Linked DNA regions of Mus musculus: region 1 is linked to region 2. Evidence: chromatin contacts called from public Hi-C data. All regions are on one chromosome and are shown on one strand. Each heading gives the region's core, a stretch centred on a gene start, on an enhancer-like site or on the middle of the called end of the contact. The rest is flanking DNA. Distances are from core to core; before and after follow the strand shown. Region 1 overlaps Synpr (synaptoporin). Region 2 has its middle 74 kb from the start of Gm5087.

Region 1 (2,927 bases), core at 139-2,638, 190 kb after region 2:
TGGAGGCAGTGAGCAATAGTGTCCCTTTCCTTGAGCAGCTTGGAAGGCAAGGCAAGTATTACTCTCAACATCAATTTTCCCTCTGTAACCAAGAGAATTGTATCCATCACTTTAATACCTTTTCAAGAAAAAGATATATCTTAGGGGCAATATGGATATCTCCCAGAATTTCCAGGTCAGTTCCAACTAAAGCTAAATTAACAAGAAAACCATTTCTTCCTAGTTAAGTAATACTTTTGCTGACATTGTTTTCTTTTCTAGAATATTTCCATGAAAAGCTTTGGAGAAAGGACCCTAACACAGGCACATGGACTTATGCTCACAAATACACCCATGTACCTGCATTTTTTTGGCCTTGTAATTGAAAGTCAGCCTCTGCTTCAAACACGGGCAGAAGGACTTTGGTTCTTCCCTTGAGTATACTGTGTCTTTCTGAGTAGTCAATGGATTCTTAGTGAACCAGTTTCTCATGCATCATCAACTATCCTGAAAATCTATACAATCCCTCACCATATGGCATATAAGAAATTGGTTCAGATGAATGTCTGAGAAGAAATTCCACAGGACCTGGCCTGAAAGAGCATCTGCACATGTGGCAGATGTGGGAGGAAGAGCCTCACATTTAAATCTTCTCTAGACAAACGAGTGTTGTCAGCTTCCTGTGTGCTCAGCGTCAAGTGTTCTCATTTGTAGAATAAGGATAACAGTGATTGTCTTCTCATGGCTGTCATAGGGATGTAGAGAGTTCAGCATTCAGGGGCACAGGGCACAGTGGCTAGCACAAAAGCCAGTAACAATACCCAATCACCATCTCTTTTACAGTTATCAACAATGACAAATTTTCTATGGACTTCATTCACATACTTTACTCCAGGCCCAGAGCAGTCAGTGTTAGGATGGAGACTTTATAGGGTTTAAGCCAGCCTAGGGTCCTCCATTCAGAGGACCTGATATTTAGTTGAATTATAGAGCAAAGTTTAGTGTCAAGTAAAACAGTTCCTCACACTCTCATACTTGACACTAAACTTTGCTCTACACTTCAACTAAAGTTAAGGTCTCCCGGGGGACTCCTAGACTGGCTTACACCCTATAAAGTCTTCCTCCTAACATTGACTGCTGTTTTTTGGAATAGATCATCCAGGTACCTCCTTGCCTTAGAACAAAACTCTGATAGAAGAAATCATCTCCATGTTGCTAATGATGAACTCTGTAACAATTACCATAATGCCCAGTGTGGTGGCAGTGAGACTACAGCGTCCATGGGCTCACATCACTGAGAAAGTCTGAAGAGCAGGTTCCTAAGGAGCTTCTCTAGACGTGTCACCAGCTGAGAGGGGGAATTCCACCTTTTACTTCTTGGGCTTGTGTCTTCTCTCGGGACCAGTAGGGATTTCTCTGAATGGGGAAATGTAGTGGCAGGAATCCAGTGAACCCACAGCAGGAAGCTGAGAGTGTGCATCTTTCGCTGTATGACTCATCAAGTTGCTTCACTTCCAAATCCTGCTTTCTTTTGGTAGAACACATAGACACTACTTTCAGGATTTACTTCCAGACAAATAGACCTTTTAAGAATCTAATGAACTCTCTCCCTTCTTTCCTTCCTCCCTCTCTTAACAAATGTTTATTGACTATTTACCACAAACTAAAATAACTAGATTCTCAGTAATAAAGATGTACAAAACAGGATCCATGTTCTTGTGTACTGCTCTCAGTCTAGTGCAAGAGAAAAGCAAAACACATTTTCACAATCAGTAGGTTATACTCAGACAGGGACAGGGCAATAGATGTCATGGAGCTGCATGGTGGACTGGAGTGTGGCCATGGCAGAGATGTGGTTTTTAGCCTGGATGATCAAAAAAGAGCTCTCAGATAGGGATACATTTGAGCTGAGACCTGAACAAAGGCAGAAAGCTGGACATGGAAGGTTCAAGGGCATCGGATGTTTTGAGAGTGGGTGTATTATTTTCTAGGAAAAGAAAGAAAAAAAAAAAAACACTGGGTGTGACTATAGCAAAGAAATAGGCAAAATAATTCAGAATTTTCTTGTGAGCTATGTTAAATGGTTTTGGGTACAACCCTGAATGATAGAGGACATCTAGGCCTTTGAAACTTTACAAAAGCATTTGGATTTTGAAAATCAACTTTATTAACAATGCTTACCATTTAATTTAGAATTACAGTATTTTACATATTAATCATTAATAGGATCTCTAGTCATGAATTACACTGTTCCCATAAACATACCTGGCCCTAATGGAAAGACATTGAGAGGCTGGTACATCTCTTTCTTTAGAGAACGTGAGAGGCTTCAATGATGAAGAAAGGGGCTTTGGATGATGTAATGGTGCTAGAGCACATAGGACTCTGGGTTTGAGTCTCAGCTCCAAAGCAAATGAGCAAACAAAAGAGACACGGCATTTGTCATAGGCAAATGGCTAATAGAGATTATTTCCATAGCCCTTCAAGTTGATGGAAATTTTTCAAAAATATAACTTTACAATGGGTAGAAAATGAAAGCCAACACCCTGTGTCTTAGGGTTGGAAGTGCACTGGTGTTTTGGAAATAACATGTCATTGACTAGACTGGTGCTTGACTCTTGTCCCCATGTGAACCCTGGGATTAGAGTAAATGTGGCTAATAGTGGTTCGGTGAAGGATTGCAATGAAATACCACAAATGTGAACTCTTTAAAATATAGTTCTTATTTCCAGTGTACATCAGTCATCAAAGTGACAAAGGTTTTAAGCATTTTGGGGACTTAGAAACTTTCTGACAATCTGATATATCAATAATAACATGGCATCAATCTGAGAAATTAGTATGAAATATTCAAAATATTCACCGATGAATCATTTGTGGAACTGTTATATAATCTTCATTATGTAGCTCTCTGAAGAACACCCTTACAACATGATAATCATCGTGAA
Region 2 (3,098 bases), core at 339-2,838:
CGAGGACTTTCGGGGAAATTGTAAGTGAGAGGCAGCAAGTCCAAAGGTCCTGGGGTAGAAAGAGCAACGATACTGTGAGACTGCAGTGGTCACTAAGGTCAGAGGCTTAGAATGTGGCCAGAGATGACCACCACCTGACCATATGAGTAGCAGGCTTTTTCTGGTACCCATCATTTCCTTTACCTATGCAATTGTGCCATTTATATTCAAGAGATAACATCTTATGTTGGCCATCCCTCCTCGAGTTATTCCCAAAAGGACATTGTAGAGTCTCCTGAGCAGTTTGCCTCACATGCAGATTGTATCAGGACATCTGATGAGCAGGTCAAGGGTGAGACCCATGGATCCAGGGCTCCACCTTTGCTTTATAAGGGCGAAGTCCACTCCTGTCTACTGAGAAAGCACAACTCTTAACTGTTGGGACTACATAGCAGCAAGCAACAGAGTGACACCCCCCCCCCCCTTGCTAACTGAAGCCAGAAGGGAATTCATTGCTAGGCAACTGGAAGCTAATGGGACAAAGCAGAATCATGGGCAGCCAGACCGGAAACTGCTTCAGGCACCCAGGTTTGCAGGCAAACTCTCTTCTCTTTTTACATGTGATTTTAGTTATAATTGGCAAGTTATTATCCCATGCATTTGGGTTGGGCAATCTCTTCAAGGCAGTCTAGGTTAACTACAATCCAGGCTCTCTACTTGTCTGTGCAGATGATGTATTCCCTTATTAGCACTCTCGGCTAGTTCCTCAGCATCTGCTCAGTGCAGGGCAGCACGCCAGGTCCTGCACTACAGTGATGAACAACATTGTTTCTTTATTAAGCTACACCTCCCTTTCTTTTGTGTTGTTGATCGACATTTTATTAAGCACCTAATATATACAAGATGAATTAGAGAACCACAGAATATTTTTTTGTGTGTGTCTAGGAAGTGCTAATCTGTTTAGAAGAGCATAAAGAAAATATTTTGGAGGGTGTCATGATGCATGTCTCTAATTCCAACCCTCCTGAGACAGAGGCAGGCAAATCTCTGTGAATTCAAGATCCAAGACAACCAGGGATGAATAAAGACACCCTGTCTTGAAAAACCAACACTAAAAATAAAAGCAAACACACACACACACACACACACAGAGAGAGAGAGAGAGAGAGAGAGAGAGAGAGAGAGAGAGAGAGAGAGAGAATGTTCTGACATTTTAAAGGAGTAAAAGATGCTACAACCTTAGCAATTGAGAAGTCTGTCTGGGAAGGTAATGAGACATCTTAGTCACTTTTCCTCACAGTGACTGAGACCTAGTGAGACTGCCTACTAGAAAGATGCCCTCAGCCACCTTCTAAGTTGGAAATCCTGGCTTTGCTCATGAAGCCACTATGTGGCTAGTGAGACATTTTTGGTGAATTACCAAGCCTTTGTCCACACAGACTGGAGTGGACATTTGGATATTTGCCTGTAGCTGGATGACAGACTGGAGTGGACATTTGGACATCTGCCTGTAGCTGGATGACAACAAGGGCAGCAGCACTGGATGATTCCGGTCTCAGCAAGTCCATGACTCACGACAGAGCCAGCCCTCCTCACCCAACCTCTACTTTCTAAAGTTGCATTTATACCACTTTGAGCTGTTCCCACAGGCAGCTATGTGAATGAGGCAAGCTGCACAATACAGGGATGGTGATGGGTTGGGATTTAGTGCACAGGAGTCTCTCAGCATGAAGCTATTTCTATTAGTGTATTTCCCTGCTGTGAGAAAAATCGCAGCAAAAACAACTCAGGAGAAGGCAAAGCTTCTCCTGCAAAGCTCCAAAGCTCCCATCTTTAGACACTTGGGTCTATCTCCATAGAAAGGGCATGGGGGAGTCTTGGCAGCTCACCTCTGATGGCCAGGAAATATAGAGAGAAGGAAGGAGGGAGGGAAGGAAGGAAGGAGGAGGAGAGGGGGGAAGAGAGGAGAGAAAGGCTGGGGGCAGGGTGGGAGAGAATATTTCCAGTTAGAGGGTTCTGTCATCTTGCCCTCTTCCTATGGGAGAGTTCCATCCACACTCAGTGCTGATATTTCTCCAGTTCCCTGTACTTTACTGCTCTCTGGGTACCTCCAAGTCCAATCAGCTGGACAGTCAAGACTAGCTAGAGCAGCGTCTAATGTTAGCCAACTTGAACACACTGCTCTAGATCCTCTTACATTATCTCCTATTCATACTAGTAGAGCTGCCTGGTGCTTTAAATGGGAAATATTTGGCTTCTTTAAGGGGGCTATACCATATGCAATGTAAGAACAGATTCTAAAGTTGGCTATCCTAGATTGAAGCTTGCATTTTATTATTTTTTGAATGGAAAATACATTTGTTTTGCTACAAACCTGTAAGCAGCTTTAGAAACGGGAGAAGCAATGTTTGCAGTAGAGTGAGAAATCAGCAAGGTGCCCAGCAGGACCAAGGTGAAAGTTGACACCACTGGGTAGACAATCAGCAAGAGAGAGAGAGAGAGAGAGAGAGAGAGAGAGAGAGAGAGAGAGAGAGAGAGAGAGAGAAACACCCTGCACATATGCACACACAAAATCAAATAAATAAGAAATGTTATATGGAATAACATTTTCAGGAGATGTCAACCAAAGGCTTCACTGTGCGCACTGTGCTGGAGGTCACCTGTGAATGTCCCCATTCTCTTTCAGCAAAGTAAAGCAGACAGCTGCTGTGCCATGCGTCCTGAAATTTGAGGTTGGCAGCTGATGCCTCTTCTGCAGAGATGCCCTTTTCTCTTTGAAGTCTTTGCCCTTCTTTGCCACGGTGTGATCACTGTGGAAAGCATCCATGGCCCCAGCCTTTGAAGCCATCTTGCTTTGGATGCAGTTCAGAGTCCAGCTCTTTCATGTTTGGACTTCTGGGTTCACCTCCAGCGCCACCTCTACTCTTTATTACCTTGGAAGTCATAGTGCCCATTAGTGTCTTGCTTGTATGAAACAGAAACTCACTTTAGTTGATGGAAATGTGTACAAGATGAGCTCCGGCCAGACTCCAATTGTACAGATACAGCAACAGTGCAAAGAAGCAGGCTGAATCACAGACACATCTCCAGTGACCTGGAGTGGCAAGAGGTAGCCACTG

Evidence for each region. Hi-C and Micro-C count contacts between places; a contact is called where the count stands out from the background.
Region 1: a Hi-C map of adipose-derived mesenchymal stem cells shows a contact between it and region 2, with 2.2 times the contacts expected there. The contact joins two enhancer-like sites. A contact is called at or near these places in 6 of 484 Hi-C or Micro-C datasets (the MC38 cell line, adipose-derived mesenchymal stem cells, cortical neurons and 3 more) and 1 of 115 datasets of contacts at active chromatin or transcription factors (bone marrow-derived dendritic cells).

What each region holds. Positions count from the first base shown.
Region 1 is chr14:13,549,958-13,552,884 of GRCm38.p6, forward strand. All of the region lies in intron 2 of Synpr (synaptoporin), which reads left to right. Among named protein-coding and RNA genes, the nearest start is that of Synpr, 97 kb to the left of the region's middle. Within about 2 kb of position 1,389, at least 29 of the 459 cell types and tissues checked have an H3K27ac peak or open chromatin away from gene starts, as enhancers often do. A contact at or near this core is called in adipose-derived mesenchymal stem cells, where this site is marked.
Region 2 is chr14:13,356,758-13,359,855 of GRCm38.p6, forward strand. It overlaps a transcript of Synpr not described here. Among named protein-coding and RNA genes, the nearest start is that of Gm5087, 74 kb to the left of the region's middle. Within about 2 kb of position 1,589, at least 19 of the 459 cell types and tissues checked have an H3K27ac peak or open chromatin away from gene starts, as enhancers often do. A contact at or near this core is called in adipose-derived mesenchymal stem cells, where this site is marked.